Linked DNA regions of Mus musculus: all the other regions are linked to region 4. The links are chromatin contacts, called in public ChIA-PET, HiChIP or PLAC-seq and Micro-C maps. All regions are on one chromosome and are shown on one strand. Each heading gives the region's core, a stretch centred on a gene start, on an enhancer-like site or on the middle of the called end of the contact. The rest is flanking DNA. Distances are from core to core; before and after follow the strand shown. Region 1 overlaps Cers3 (ceramide synthase 3). Region 2 holds the start of Igf1r (insulin-like growth factor I receptor). Region 3 holds the start of Fam169b (family with sequence similarity 169, member B). Region 4 holds the start of Mef2a (myocyte enhancer factor 2A). Region 5 holds the start of Lrrk1 (leucine-rich repeat kinase 1).

Evidence for each region. Hi-C and Micro-C count contacts between places; a contact is called where the count stands out from the background. ChIA-PET counts read pairs in DNA pulled down with a chosen protein or histone mark. HiChIP or PLAC-seq counts read pairs in DNA pulled down with a chosen protein or histone mark.
Region 1: a contact with region 4 is called in an H3K4me3 HiChIP or PLAC-seq map of stem cell-derived neural progenitor cells, with 14 read pairs. The contact joins the enhancer-like site here to the promoter of Mef2a in region 4. A contact is called at or near these places in 6 of 39 promoter capture datasets (embryonic stem cells, frontonasal cranial neural crest, hippocampal neurons and 2 more), 2 of 484 Hi-C or Micro-C datasets (embryonic stem cells and palatal mesenchyme) and 7 of 115 datasets of contacts at active chromatin or transcription factors (astrocytes, embryonic fibroblasts, embryonic limb bud and 3 more).
Region 2: a Micro-C map of embryonic stem cells shows a contact between it and region 4, with 4 times the contacts expected there. The contact joins the promoter of Igf1r here to the promoter of Mef2a in region 4. A contact is called at or near these places in 6 of 484 Hi-C or Micro-C datasets (embryonic stem cells, erythroblasts, muscle stem cells and 2 more) and 2 of 115 datasets of contacts at active chromatin or transcription factors (memory CD8 T cells and pancreatic cancer cells).
Region 3: a contact with region 4 is called in an RNA polymerase II ChIA-PET map of effector CD8 T cells, with 8 read pairs. The contact joins the promoter of Fam169b here to the promoter of Mef2a in region 4. A contact is called at or near these places in 1 of 39 promoter capture datasets (pre-B cells), 3 of 115 datasets of contacts at active chromatin or transcription factors (effector CD8 T cells, memory CD8 T cells and thymic regulatory T cells) and 2 of 9 other capture datasets (adipose tissue and liver).
Region 5: a contact with region 4 is called in an H3K4me3 HiChIP or PLAC-seq map of bone marrow-derived macrophages, with 6 times the contacts expected there. The contact joins the promoter of Lrrk1 here to the promoter of Mef2a in region 4. A contact is called at or near these places in 3 of 39 promoter capture datasets (liver, neutrophils and pre-B cells) and 2 of 115 datasets of contacts at active chromatin or transcription factors (bone marrow-derived macrophages and embryonic stem cells).

The regions. Positions count from the first base shown.
Region 1 is chr7:66,811,514-66,814,337 of GRCm38.p6, reverse strand. The region is part of intron 10 of Cers3 (ceramide synthase 3); the gene reads right to left. Among named protein-coding and RNA genes, the nearest start is that of Adamts17, 27 kb to the left of the region's middle. Within about 2 kb of position 1,382, at least 52 of the 459 cell types and tissues checked have an H3K27ac peak or open chromatin away from gene starts, as enhancers often do. A contact at or near this core is called in astrocytes and stem cell-derived neural progenitor cells, where this site is marked.
Region 2 is chr7:67,950,757-67,953,588 of GRCm38.p6, reverse strand. It overlaps Igf1r (insulin-like growth factor I receptor), which reads right to left and starts at 1,332. Exons shown (of 21, transcript NM_010513.2): 1 at 637-1,332. The coding sequence starts at 730.
Region 3 is chr7:68,274,592-68,277,291 of GRCm38.p6, reverse strand. Fam169b (family with sequence similarity 169, member B) reads right to left here and starts at 1,308. Exons shown (of 9, transcript NM_001374636.1): 1 at 1,251-1,308. The coding sequence starts at 1,281. Gm16157 (predicted gene 16157) reads left to right here and starts at 698. Exons shown (of 4, transcript NR_040340.1): 1 at 698-775; 2 at 1,955-2,134.
Region 4 is chr7:67,371,509-67,374,208 of GRCm38.p6, reverse strand. It overlaps Mef2a (myocyte enhancer factor 2A), which reads left to right and starts at 1,351. Exons shown (of 11, transcript NM_001291195.1): 1 at 1,351-1,496.
Region 5 is chr7:66,386,993-66,389,692 of GRCm38.p6, reverse strand. It overlaps Lrrk1 (leucine-rich repeat kinase 1), which reads left to right and starts at 1,352. Exons shown (of 34, transcript NM_146191.3): 1 at 1,352-1,473.

The sequences.
Region 1 (2,824 bases), core at 133-2,632, 560 kb after region 4:
TTTGTCCATTCAGCGGTGAGCTGAGCATGCTACATGGCTAGCTCATGATCTACTATGGGCCCTGCTTTCCACCTAAGGAAGCCAGCTCCCATGCCACCAGCGCTCCTTGCTGCTGAGTGGAAATGGTTGGAGAGATTCAGAGCAGCCACGGTGTGGAGAGAAATGCTAGTGGCTCAGAGTGCAGTGGTATGGCTTGAGAGGTAGGAGGGGTGTTGCATTGGAAAAACATTCTTCAAAGGCCTCTGGGATGGAAAGGGACCTTGAGGGCGTCTAGCCTAGTTTCTCTCTGAAGTTTCTGTGTTCTTTATGACAACCTGAGCAAAAGAGGTTCCCACGCCTACCTGCAGGTACACCTGCTTTGTTTTTCTTTCTCTCCCTCCCTCCCTCCCTCCCTCCCTCCCTCCCTCCCTCCCTCCCTCCCTCCCTCCTTCCCTTCCTCCCTTTCTTCCCTTCCTCCTCCCCCCCTCCCTCTGTCCCTCCCTCTCTTCTTTCTCTCTCTCTCCCTCTCTTCTTTCCTTTCTTTCTCTCTTTCTTACAGTTTTGGGGGGGGGTTTGGTGTGCTCCTTGCAGTTTTTACTTATGTTTTTTTTCAAGTTCTATCCTTTAGGCTGGTGGCAGGCAGAGTACACTTCTTTCAAACATTGTTATTTTTTTCTACATAGCTAAAGATAGCCCATTCCTCTTCCAGCTAAACATTCCCATCATTATGGTTTCGCTGTGGTGAATCCTCAGGAGATCATTCAGGGGAAGCTGCTTCTTAGTGCACTGCTGGTGAGAGACACTAGAACCTCTGAGGGGCGTGGCCTATGGAAGGTGGAGGTCTTATGACTGTCTGGTCTTAGACCTTCAGCTTCAGAATCATAAACTAAATAAACCTCTTTCCTTTATCAGGAACCCAGTCTTGGGCACCTGTTATAGCCCTGGAGAACAGACTCACACAGCATTTCCTTCCCCTGCTGCTCATATGACACCTTACCTACCCTGCACTGCACAGTGCACAAGTATAGTCTCATCTCTCTGTCACTCTGAGACATCAAGCTTCTTCACTACCCACTGGGTTACAAATCACATCTGAGCAGCCATACCTCTGGCTTCATTATTGCTATAATTTTAATACATTTTGGTTCAAGAATGTCTATGTTTTTATTAATTAATTGTACATACTATTAGTTAAGGCCTGATCTGTATTCCTCAAAAAAATGTCTGCAAGCAAAACAACCCAAACAAACTTGATGCCGAGGAACAGAGAAACCCTACACATCAGTGCAACAGATACAATAACGCTCACTTCTAGCCGATGACTCATCTCTACCCGCAGGGCTTCCTCACTCTCCCGGAATGACATCTGCAGCCGCAGCATCAATAAAACTGTGGCTGCGTGTTTGAAGCACTGTAACTAAACTCTATGCCTGGGAATCTGTGGCTTTGCAGTAATGTCAGGAGCCCAGGAGGCTGCTTTGTGAATGACTCCACGTCTCAAGCCGCACTTGGCAGTGAAACAAAGAGCACTATAATAAGCACTTTATGCTATTTTAAAAGCAAACTTTTAGCTCTCACTGTATTGAAAAAAAATGCACATTCAGGCAAAGAGGTCAATGTTCTAAGCTACTAGCAAAATACCTCCCTTTCTGTTGTAATAATTCTCATCATCCAAGTTGACAAGGTTGCAGGAAAGACAGACCATTGTAGTCTTGCTTCTCATATTTCTCCTCAGCGGCACTGCACTGCATTTCATTGGGTTCTTTCAACCCTGGCCACAAATGGACATTTGGTTTTCGGTGATGTGGAATTTTCTAGATCACACTGTGGTTGAGGATGCTCCACAGATGCGCAAACCACAAAGGTTCCGGTGAGCCCTGGGGTGCTGTGTTCCTTACAGCCTTTGGGCAGTAACAATGTTGATGGTCACAGATGCTACTTTGGCTACCAAGGCTGTCTGCTAAGCCACAAACTCTCCCTAGATTGTTTTTCTCCATAGAAAGAAAATATTGAAGCCAGAGTCACCTGGGCCCTTTTGTGTTTTTCTGATTTCAAATTATCTTTTTTTCTTAGTTGTGATTTCCTATATTTCTTTATAAACGGTATAGTCCATGGAGGAAATATAGACTCAGAACCATGATTCACTTTATAGAATAAGTGGCTCTAAGACGAATTAATAAACTAGTCACGCTGGTTCTCAGGGTTTTATCACTGTGAAGAGACAACACGACCACAGCGACTCTTTTGTTTGTTTGTTTTGCCTTGTTTTGTTTTTCAAGACAGGGTTTCTCTGTATAGCCCGGGCTGTCCTGGAACTCACTATGTAGACCAGGCTGGCCTCGAACTCAGAAATCCGCCTGCCTCTGCCTCCCAAGTGCTAGGATTAAAGGTGTGCACCACCAGTCATGGTGGTTCTCACCTGTAATCCCAGGTCTCAGTAGGCAGAGGCAGGAGGATCACAGTGTTTACAGCCAGTCTGGGACACACAGGGAGTTCAAGGCTAGCCTTGGCTACAGAGTCAATTCAAGACCAGCTTGGACTACAGGGTAAGACTATCCCACAAATAAACAACAATCGTCATTTCCTGAAGTGATGACACTTTGTGTTGTTGAGAGCTCTCTCTTTTACACTCCTCTTTCCTGCTCTCTCTCAGTCTGCATTCCGAGAACTTTATCCTTGTGAGTTTTACTCCTCTGGAACATGACAGTGTTGCTTTTTTCCCCAAACTTCCAGACTGGAGGAACAGCTGAAGCTGAGTGACCCACACGACAGAAGCCTAAGGGAGAAATGGCTTGAATTCTCAGAAGGAGTGGCAGCAATGGAAAGTCATCCATGGAGACCTCTC
Region 2 (2,832 bases), core at 83-2,582, 580 kb before region 4:
GGCCCAACAAGTTGGGTGATAGGAGGCTGCGCCCTGATGTTTGGAAACGTGTCCTGGGGCCGCGAGGCTTCCAACCATCCTGTATCTCCCCCTCAAGAACAACTTACACCCCGCAGGGTAGGAGGCTCCGAATTGCCGCCACGGAGCACTAGGTCTACCCCAGCAACCACCCGTGGAGCCTCCAAGGGTGCTGTCATGGTGAGCTGCGCGGGATGGGCGCTGGGGTGCCAAGTGGAGCGCCCCGGAGGGGGGGGGGCGAGAGTAGCGGGGTTCCCGAGGCCACCCAGACGCCAACTTCCCCACCAAGCGCCTACGCGGGGGCTGCCCCTGACCCGCCAGCGAGAAGGCACTGCCCACCCACCAGGCCGCGTGCGGGACAGCGCTCCCCGGACAGCGAAAGAGAAAGCCCTAAGGCCCTTCCCGCGCGCAGATGCGCTGAGCTAGGGCTCTAGGAGCTCCTGAGTCGTGAACTCTCGGGCCCTGCTCTACTCCGGCCTTCCGAGAGAGCCCCACCCTCCACTCCCGAGCCCCGAAGTCCGACAGCTGCGCCCGTGGCAACTGGGTTTTCCCAAACAGGGCGCAGCCCCTCGGAGGAAAAGTTCCCGCAGTGGCCGCGGGCGGCGGGCAAATACTCACTTTCTCCACTCGTCGGCCAGAGAGAGAGCGCGGCGGAGAGAAACACGAGCCCCCACAGCGAGGTCGGGGACCCTCCTCCGGAGCCAGACTTCATTCCTTTTATTTGGGACGAAATTCCCTTTTCTCAAAAATAGAAAAAAAAAAAAAAAAGAAAAGAAAAAAAGAAAAAAAAAGTCTCCAACTCAGTCCTCACTCTCGTCCAAAAACAAGAGCGCAGGCGACGATCCTCGGAAAGCGGCGTGGACAAGGAGGGTGGCGCGGGGCGGCCCCTCAGCGCCGGCAGCAGCGGCCCACGGGGCGGCGGAGTCGGGAAGCCGGGGCGCGCCGGGGCGGGCTGTCGGCGTCGTCGGCCTCCATTTGCAAACGCAGAGATGCAGAAGAAGGAGGAAAACTGTACAGAAAGAGGAGCAAAGCCCAAATCGCCGCAGGCGAGGACAAACGCCACCCGATCCCCGGAGGGAACGACCACCGGAGCCTACGCGGCGGGAGAGCGCGACGCAGTTGGCGAGACTGGTCCGAAGTCCCGGGCGCGGGCGAGGCCGGCGAGGGGCAGAAATGCGGAGTGGAAATGAATGAGCGGTTCCCCCTCCTCCGGCTCCTCCTCCTCCTCTGGGCTCCGCTCGCCGCCGCCTCCTCCCTCAGCGCCGCCGCCGCGAGCTCCTTCCCAAATCCAGGACACACACAAAGCGGCGGCCGCGCAGCGCTCAGCGCTCCCGCCGCCCCGCGTCGGCCCCCGCCCGCCGCCGACTCCGTGCGCGGGGGCTCCGGCTCGCTGAAGGTCAAAGCCGAGCACGCCGCGTGCCGTGGAGCTCTCGCAGGCACGGGGAGAGGCGTGGAGGGTCCGGAGAGCGGGGCCGAGGGTCTGCGAGCGCCGGGCGCGCCGGGACAGGCTCGCAGGCAGCTTCCCTGTCGCTCGCCTCTCTCGAGTTCGCCCGGTGCGCTCGCTCCTCCTCGGTTCCCCCCCCCCCTCCTTTTTTTTTCCGCTCAGCGGAGTTAATGCTGGTAAACAAGAACCTCAGCCTCACCGCGCCGCCGCCGCCGCCGCCACACACTGGGGGCTCTACGCGCGCGCTCTCGGGGCCGCGCACACGTGCCCGCGCGCACACTCCAAGCGGCTACAGCCGCAGTCCCGGCGCGCCGAGGGCCGGGCCCCGACTCGGCAGGCGCCAAGAGCCGGAGTTCGGGATCGCAGGGACGTGCGGAGCGGAGCGCGGGCGTGGGGAGCCGGGCCCAGGAGGCACCGCCCCCCGCGCCTCCACCCGCGCCGGCCCCCGCGCGCACACTGAGCCACGCGCGCGCCCACGCTTCCGCCCCCACCCGCACTGCGCCGGCCGGCCCTGTCCGCACCCTCCCCTCCCGCAGGACTCCAAAAAACAATGCCCGGGGCGCCGGTGGGACTCGGTGGCCAGGGGGGCGGCGGCAGGGCGGGCGGGCAGCAGAGCGGGCGGGCTGCGGGCGCGGTGGGCGGGGAGTGCGGCCTCGGAGCTTCATTGAAAACAACAACAGCGCGGCTGGAGAGCGCGCTGGCCGACTCCGTGAAAAAGCTTCATTGTTTCTTGCAGCTGTTGCAAAATAAATAAATAAGTGCATGCATGCGGCATTTTTTTCGCAGTGTGGTGGAAAGCCCGGACGCGACGGGAGGGGCACACCTGGGGGAAAGGGGACCCCTGAAGACTGCTACGCAAGGCACTTTCCACGCCAGGCTTGGGCGCCCGTGGCGGCGCTCCTTGGGTGTTCCGGTGCTTGCGCGCAGTCGGGGAGCGGACAGGGTGCGGTCCGCGAGGCTCTATTCTCGAAGCACAGCGATTCCACCGCGGGCCCCCAGCCCTGGAAAGGGAACCCAGACAGGCGGCCCCTCGTGCCCAGGACCCGTCTCCGCGGCGGCCGCCAGAGGGCGCGACCGCAGCCTGGGAGGGCTGGCTCCGGGAATGTCGCCTCCCTCCCTCCGGGGGAGGAAATGTGGGGGCCCCGAGTCGGGGACCGACTCGGCTGGGTCGTGCTAGCCGGGCCTCCCAGCCCCATTCCTCTCCCGCCCTGAGGGCGCTCCACCGCATCGTGCTGGTCCGTGCTCCACCACGTGGGCAGCTGCGGAGAAGGACCGCAGCGCGTGTCAGGCTGCGGGAACCCGCAGCTGGGGGGCGTGTCCGAGGGCTTCCCAGGGAGGGGATTGCGGGCGGGGACCCTAACCCGGACAAC
Region 3 (2,700 bases), core at 59-2,558, 900 kb before region 4:
TCATCTGAGCCACCGGTGGCCATCAAAACCACAGCAAAGGTCGGAGCGCATACAGGGAAAAGCCATAAACTGTCTCAGGCCAACGATTCTTTTCCAGAAGATGAAATTACTATTCTTTTTTTCCCATCACATGGGCCTGGGAGGGGAAGCTCTCTGAAGCAAAGATGGGGAAGGACCTGCTCACTCTAGGGGAGGGGAAAGAGACCCACTAGTAGAGATGGGAGTGTAATGAGAGACTGCTGTGCTTAATAAACCCTAGGGGGCTTCTCCTGTTTTGTAGATGAGGAAGATCAAAAAAGCAAGACTTTTATTCCAGTCTTCCAGCGTGTAAACTGGAAACAGCACTCTTAACTTTCTAGAAAAAAAAAAAAGTGCACAAGACTAAAACAAAAGAGAAATAGCTCCCTTTCCAAAATTAAAGACGAGCCTTTTCTTAATCTCTAGATCAACTAAATCCTTACTAATCCATATAATTAGCTAGTGGCTACAATCTCTCCTTATCTCACGCACCTGAAAACAGGAGAAAAACAACTCAATTGCAACGTTTAAAGTAGGTCATAAGAGCGAGTGGCTACCTGCCAGCCTCAAATGCGCCCCTGCCATGATTGACTTTACTGTAGGTGGGCTGTGTGCAGTGTGACTATCCGTGCGACACAGCCAGCCACCTGTGACCAGGATGTCTAGCCAAAGGCCTGAAATGGCATCCCCTAAGACCTCAGAGGTGGCCGGCTCAAGAAAGTATCTTCAAATCCTGAAACTGGGCGGGAAGAGGCATGTGAGTTGTGTCCCTGGAGCCAGCAAAGAGGCTGGCCCAGAGCGTGGATTCCCGGGACACTTCTCTCGGTCCAGGCGCTTCCTGGGTCCTCCTTGCTGGAAAGTAGGAATGGGTTGCTGTTCGGACTTCTCTCTCACCTCGGAGCTCATTCCCCAGCCTGGCCAGCAAGCCCAGGTCCAAGGTCCCCAAGGCCGGTGTTGAGGGTTGTGGGGGAGGGGTGAGAAACAGAACCGGAGACCCGGGTGAGGACCCAGCCCAGAGCCATCTAAGACTATCAACTCTGGAGGTTCCTCCTCCAGCTCCCGCTAGCCTGGGACTTATATGAATCCGAGGAAGAGAGAGAGAAAGAGAGGAGAGGCCCTTAGCCTCGCACTGCACCCCAAGCTGTTGTGGCGACGGGTGTGCGGCACTCTGCCCGCTACCATTCGCGTCCTTCGCCCTCGATTGGCTACGTGGGGACCGCAGCACCCCTTACCTGTGACTCCGCGGACTGCCTCAGCCTCCATGCTCCGGTACGGAGTTTGCCACCTAGTAAGCCTCTACCTCCCCACCCCCTCCCCCCACCAGAGCCACCAACCTTTCTACCAAGAGTTCCCCAGGGGCTGCCCCGCCCTGCCACCTCCCCGGAGGCTTTCTCTTTCTCACTCCTTTGCCTCCTGCTGCGGGCGTTTATCTCTGCCCCCACTCCCCCAACACACACTACTGGACCACCTTTTGTTTTGTTTTGTTTTTTTTTTTTTAACCAAACCTTGACTCCGCAAAGTCTAATCTACAAAAAGAATGACTTTTGAGCCAATAGTGAGTTTGTTGCTGTTCTTGAACTACCATAAACACAGGCAAGCAGCCTCCTCCCCCGTGCCCCAAGCTTGTACTGACAGATTTTTCCACCACGCTCCCTTCTATGTGCAAAAACCATTTGCATTAACCCTTTTCAAAAACTTGGCTTGAGCCGGGCGTGGTGGCGCACGCCTTTAATCCCAGCACTTGGGAGGCAGAGGCAGGCGGATTTCTGAGTTCGAGGCCAGCCTGGTCTACAAAGTGAGTTCCAGGACAGCCAGGGCTACACAGAGAGACCCTGTCTCGAAAAAAAACCAAAAAAAAAAAAAAAAAAAAAAAAAGAACAAAAACTTGGCTTGGCTGAAAAATAGCAAATATGTAATAAACGCACATCTAACACAGGGCATCCAGGAATCTTTTCTGCCGGTTTCAGAGTCCCAACAGTCTCCTGGAAACTGTAATGTGCCTACGATTTACTAAAAAGCCAAGCAGGAGCTCATTTGACAAAGCAATATTCAAGGTCGACAATTCTTCTCCAGTATACACAGCTGTTTCAAAACGTTGCTTTGGGAGGATGCAGCGGTGAGTGATTTCAAATTTCACCTTTCACCCGACTCTGATGGAAACACACCGGATGTCCCAACTACTGGGGAGACCGAGGGAGGAAGAAGGCTTGAGCCCATTAGCTGGAGAACAATCTGGGATCCTGACAACTGGCCTTGGGGCAATGGTAACTGGGGACACAACACAATTCTGCGCTGTGTGTAGCAGGGAATTCTTTTCCACTCTGGTGAAGCCAGAATTTTTGACTTCAGTGCCAAAAAGAATGTCAGAGTAAGTCGTTGTGTCGAAGAGTCACAGTTTATTAGATTTTAAACATAGATTTAAGGTTAGTGGTAGAAAGATAGGTGTTAGGGGAAGGGGTGGAAATGAGACACATCCAGGTGTGCGTGGTCTTCTCAAGACAGCTTCCTAAAGTGTCTTTACAATATAGCCGTATTTGTAAGTGTCTTTCAGTAACTGATAGGTTATTTCTATCAATTAGTTAAATGAGCCAATTTAAACTGGATTAGGTTATGTTAAAGGCAGGTTTATTTGGAAGCTGCTGTATGAAGGGCAAGTTCACTGGCCCAAGGATCAAGGCCAGG
Region 4 (2,700 bases), core at 102-2,601:
CAGCCTCTCTCCAGCACATTGCCTTGTTGTCCTTGAGGGAGGAAGCCAGAGAGCCTCCAGCTTCCTTTGTAACTTCCCAGTTCCTCCGCACATCTGCTCACCCACCCCCAAAGACTTGTTTTAAAGCCCTAACCACAGAATTGAGCCTCTCATTTTCGAATGAGGGTTTGTGCCCATTGCATGGGCAGCTCTGGGTTCGGATACCAGCCATCACATTCTTATTACCTCTACAGCGGTAGCAACTTTTGGGGGTGAGGACCAGCAGAGAGTCACCCCCATAAGCCTTCTCTGGACAAAATCAGTAAGTTAACAAAATACAAGTGCTGTCTCAAAGACATCTTTTCCCCTCAGAAAAATCAGTTCGTCGAGTAGTTAGGAATTCAGATCCTTATGGCCCTTCTCTGACGCTGTGTGACCCTGCGTGGTCAGAGTGGTTCTCAGTTTTCCTTTCTTATCTGCCGAATGGGAACAGAAAATGAGGTGAACTTCACTGCGATGTGAGTACTAAGTGAGATACAGTTTACCACTAATCCATACTAGCTAGTATTAGTAGCCCAAATAGGCAGGTTGCCTCATTCTCAAGGTGTTTCTGCTTTCCAAGCCCCTGCTGGGATTGGGTGGCCAGGGACAGCATCCAACTGCTGGCCCGGCGGGGGTGACCCAGCAGCTGTCCAGGCCTGGACACAGGTGTGGCCCCGACCACAGTGAGGGCGTGGCGAGCCGAGGTTTGGGCAGGCCCGGCGCACACGAGGGCGGGGAGCTGGCCTCGGTCCCGAGCACCGCACAGGGCGTCTGGGCCGTCCCGCCGGGTCGGGCCTCTCGGCTGTGGTCACGGACCAAGCGCGGGGACTAGTCACGCGCCGCGTCACCGGAGCCGTGGGCCCGGGCTGGACCAGGAGGCGGCGGGGGCGCGACGCCACCGGCCCGCCACGCCCAGGCCCTCATCAAGTGACCAGTATCCCTTCCAGGAGAACACGGTCCTTCAAAGAGGGAAGCGCGCTCCAGGCTGCAGCCCCGGCGCCAAGCAGCCGTCATCTCCTTCCTGTGCCGGGTGATCTGTCGCCTCACCCACCCGGAAAAACATAGTCCGCCCCTCTTGTCCTTGTGCCACAGCGCTAGCTGTTGAGAAGGCGCGGCTCTCTCTGACTAGTCCCTCGTCTTGTCCATGACAAACCCTTCAGGACCCACCGAGAGCAGAAATATACCCTAAAAGGAGAGCCCGGGAGAGAAGAAAGAGAGGAAGCCGAGAGGAAGGGAGAGGCGAGGCCCGCGGAGGGACACCAAGACGTCCTCGCAGTGCGCACGCGCGCCGCGAAGAACGAGTTCCGGCCTGGCCGAGGCCTGACTCCTAAAAATAGCCCCGGTGTGGGGATCCGTGCGCGGATGTCCCGGCGAGTCCCGGGCTGAAGGAGGCGGCTCCGGGCGGCGCGGAGTGCTGTGGCGGGCCGGGCCGGGGCTGCGGCGTGTGCGCGCCCGCCGGCAGTAGCGGAGACTCGGTGAGGGGCCGCGGGCGGCGGGGATGTGGCGGCGGCTGGGAAGGGGGTCGGGCCGCGCTGGGAGTGGGGGGCACTACCACGGAGGGGCTGCGAGGCCGAGGAGGGGTGCCCGCGCGGCTCCGGGCGCCGGGGCGAGGCTGGGCGTGGGGCGGCCGGGCCCTCGGGAGAGCGGAGGGGCGCGGCCCCGTGCGGTGGGGGCGGGGTGCCCTGGGGCGAGCCCGGGGGGCTGCGGGCGCGGCGGCGGGGGCCCGCGGGGGGGACTGTCGCGAGCCGCCTCCCTGTGCGCGCCACCTCTGGGGCCCCCAGCCGCGCCGCCCCGCTCCTCCCTGAAAGTTGACGGAGTTCCCAGGGGGCCGCGGAGCCACTCGGTCCATTCCTCCAGCGTCGCGGATCTCGGGGTCTCCCCGCTCCGTAAACCGCCAGTGCGGGGGGCGTCCGGCCCTGTGGTCGCACTTAAAGTTCCCCCACTTCTGCTTCGGGGGGAAGGTTGGTTCACTGGGGCGGGAGGTAGGGGGTCGAACTCTCCCGTGGGGATATCGGCGTTAGGTTGTGTGTCTGGACCTGGCCCGGGCGGTGGCCGGGTTCGAGCACCTGCGGGTGCGGGGAAAAGGTCTTGGGAGTCGGGGCTGCAGAAGGGACCCGCTCCTTGCAATCGGGTAGATCCCGCCTTAGGTCTCAGGGTGAGATGGAAACTTTGCCTTTGGGTTCGATGTCATCTGTTTTTGGGCGGTTGAGGATTAAAGATCAGTGATATTGCAGACAAGTTTGGGAAAGGTGAGCGTTTTCTGAATTAGCATTTCCCCCCTCCCCCTGGAAAAGTGTAACTATCAAATTCTTGCTCACTCGGACCTTAAATAGGTCCCTGAGCTCTGAAGCCCCTGTCATCATGATCCAGAAGGCAACGGAGTGTAGACTGACTACACCGTCGCGCTAACCTGTATGTTTACTGTGAAATTGGGATTCCAGAAATTGAAATTAGAAAGACCTGCTGCGATGTGTTGACAACTATTTTAAAACTAATATTGTATAACAGTTTTCAAGTTTGTAGCGCAGCGCATCGTGTTTCTCTTATGTCTTTCTTGAAACATCCATTACTGTATGACAGTGAGGTTCTGTAAAGCAGTAATTAGGTGTATATTACACAAGAGTACTTTCCCTTTAAGAATCCAGCTGCGTTGTTTTGGCAACTGCTAAGTAGTCTAGT
Region 5 (2,700 bases), core at 103-2,602, 980 kb after region 4:
TCCTTTGCAAACTTGTGATTAAAACACACCTACTGGGTACAGTTGAATACTGTGATATGGCCATCTCAAAAAAAGCTCATATATGTGTCGAATATTCCAGACCTTTGTTTGCTCGTTTGTTTGTTTTAAATTGGGCACTTTTCTTAACCTATTTCTAAGATTGTTTAAAGTGGAAAATTTCTTGCCACTTAAGCATAGGCAACACAAGTCCTCTTAGTGTGTGTTGGTCCTGGCTCTAGACATGGACTTCCTTTTAGTAACGCTAGGTGGCAGTGATGTATGTATGCCCTGAAGGCGCCACCAAGCCAGGCTCATTCAAACTGCTGACGCCATGCCTTGCAAATTATTAGGGACTTTTCCATAGCAGTCATGTTGCTGGCCTTGCTAATTGGTCTGAGGACCTCGGTGGTGAGGACAGGATTGCAGAACCCCACCTACATTTTTGTAACAGTGTTCGATGGAGGAAAAGAAGAGCGAACGTAGAAGAGCTGCGAGGTTGTGGCCTTGCCAACTAGGGATACAAACTCCAACTCTAAACAAACACTTGAGGTGTTCCCAAAATATCTCAGGCGGCCCACGGCTTCTCAAATTCTGTGAGCTGCCAGTGAGGCGGTCTGTCAATGTTCTTTGCACTTGGTCTCAGGAATATTCATTCTTACCAGTAAGAAGCACTTCGGTCCAGTACTGATTTTCTACCAAGGATTATCTTTTCTCGGGGAAAACGAGCGGAATCCGAAGCTTGCCTGCTGAGTGTATAGCCGCGTTTGGTTATTAACTTCAGTGGAATCAACTGACAACATTCCACCTCATCGCCACAAGCAGCCAGTCAGGGTGGCATGCTCCTGTAATCCCAGCTACTCCGGAGTTCGAAAATCGAAAAATATTCATCAGCTAGTAATATCTTTGCAAACGTCCATAATTTAAGTTAGCGAACTCGTGTGGTGAAAAAGCGCAGTTTACAAAACATCAACTTTTAAAATGTAGTTTCTGCACCGCTCCATAAAGACCTGCACACACATTAATATTCTCGCTCTCTTAATATTTACAGTCACAGTATATGGCCAGCAAACAGGATAAAAATTAATCTGTTACTCGAGCAGGGTAGGAAAGGCACAACCTTGTCACTGTGCCTGTCCGCAGGGAAGGCAGCAAAGCATTCAAATTTGGAGAGGAGTCCACAAAGTTTCAAGACCCAAGCGTCTACCGAGGCACAAGAGCAGTGAGCTTGGTCACCGACATCTTGCAGCTAGGGAAACCGAGGCAGGCCATCCAGGGGAGGTCGGGGCGGCCGACCCTCTGGCACAGCCCTGCTTCCGCGCCACCCGCCCTCTCCGCCCGCCAGGCGGCCGCAGGATTGAGGAAGTGCGTCTGGCCCCCGGCGGCCAGAGCATTGCAGGGCAGAGTACGGTAGGACCGGCAGGCCCCGGCCCTCTGATGTCGCCGATCCGCGGCTTCCAGACCCTGCCGCCGCAGGTAAGTGCTGCTCCGACCCGCGCCCTGTCCGAGGACCCGAGCGAAGCCCGCACCTTAGATCCAAGCTTTGCCCGCACCACCCCGTCCCGCGCCCGGGTCCCCGCGTGCAGCCGCCGTCGCCTGCTTGTGCCCTGCGTCTCGCCTCGCCCCACAGCTCCTCTCCCCAGCTCAGCACCCCGTACCCCGGGCGACCGCGTGCTCCGGACCCCGGCCTGTGTCCGGGACCCGCAGGTCACAGCTCCGGTGGGCGTCTGGAACTCGGGCTGCCCGGGGTCTCTTCGCTGCCTCTCTGGGCTGCGCAGCGACCCTCGCCCCTTGAAGGGTTAAAGCGAGTGCAGAGCTAGAACCCGGGAGCTGGGGCAGCCGAAAACCAGCCTGGGATCGGAGCGGGGCGGGGGCGGGGAGCCGAGTTCAGAAACAAAAGTAGGAAACACTAGGGAGACTACAAAGTTCTTTTGCGTTTGGAAAAAAAAAAAAAAAAAAAAAAGCCTGACTTTTAACTTGGGAGTGGGGGTGGGGTCTAAGCGTGGGAGTTCGTGGGCGCGAGTGGCTGGAGGCAAAGGCCCAGCGAGGCTCTTCCCGCGCGTGCGGGACAGCCGGGTGGTGCTGGATGGTCTGGAGGTCTTCCCCTGCTCCACGCGTGGGGCATGTTTCTCACCCTGTGGTCCCATCACTTTGCCTATGGGCTCTGTTGCTTGGAGCCAGTGGCAGTCCTTAATGGATGAGAACAAGAATTCCTGGAGGGGCAGTAAGAAAGACAGCAATGGAGAGACTCTAGGGATGCTGACAGCCAGTTCAGTCTGGCTTTTAATAGTTTGAGGCCATTACGTTTTTCTCTTACATGATGCTCATCCCTGCAAAAACCGGAGCAGGATAGATAGGGTCTTAAAGGCAAATTCTCTTAGCAAATTCTCACCAAATAACCTATTTTTGATGAGTTGGTCACTCACACTCACATAGCAGCATCAAAGGACCTACGATTTGTACACTTTGAAAAACTTTAGCATTGAATTCTTTCTGTGATTTGGTTTTCATTGTCCTTGCTCATGTTCCAGAAGAATATAGCATACCAACACCTAATTTGTCCTTAGAGGGGCTTTTCTAGTCAGCCAAACGTTTCCTTCCCCCACACCTACAACAGTCTCCTTAATAGTTTGGATATAATTATTATAACTAACTAAATAAACCAGCTAAGGAGATGGCTCAGTATACAAAGCACTTGCTGAT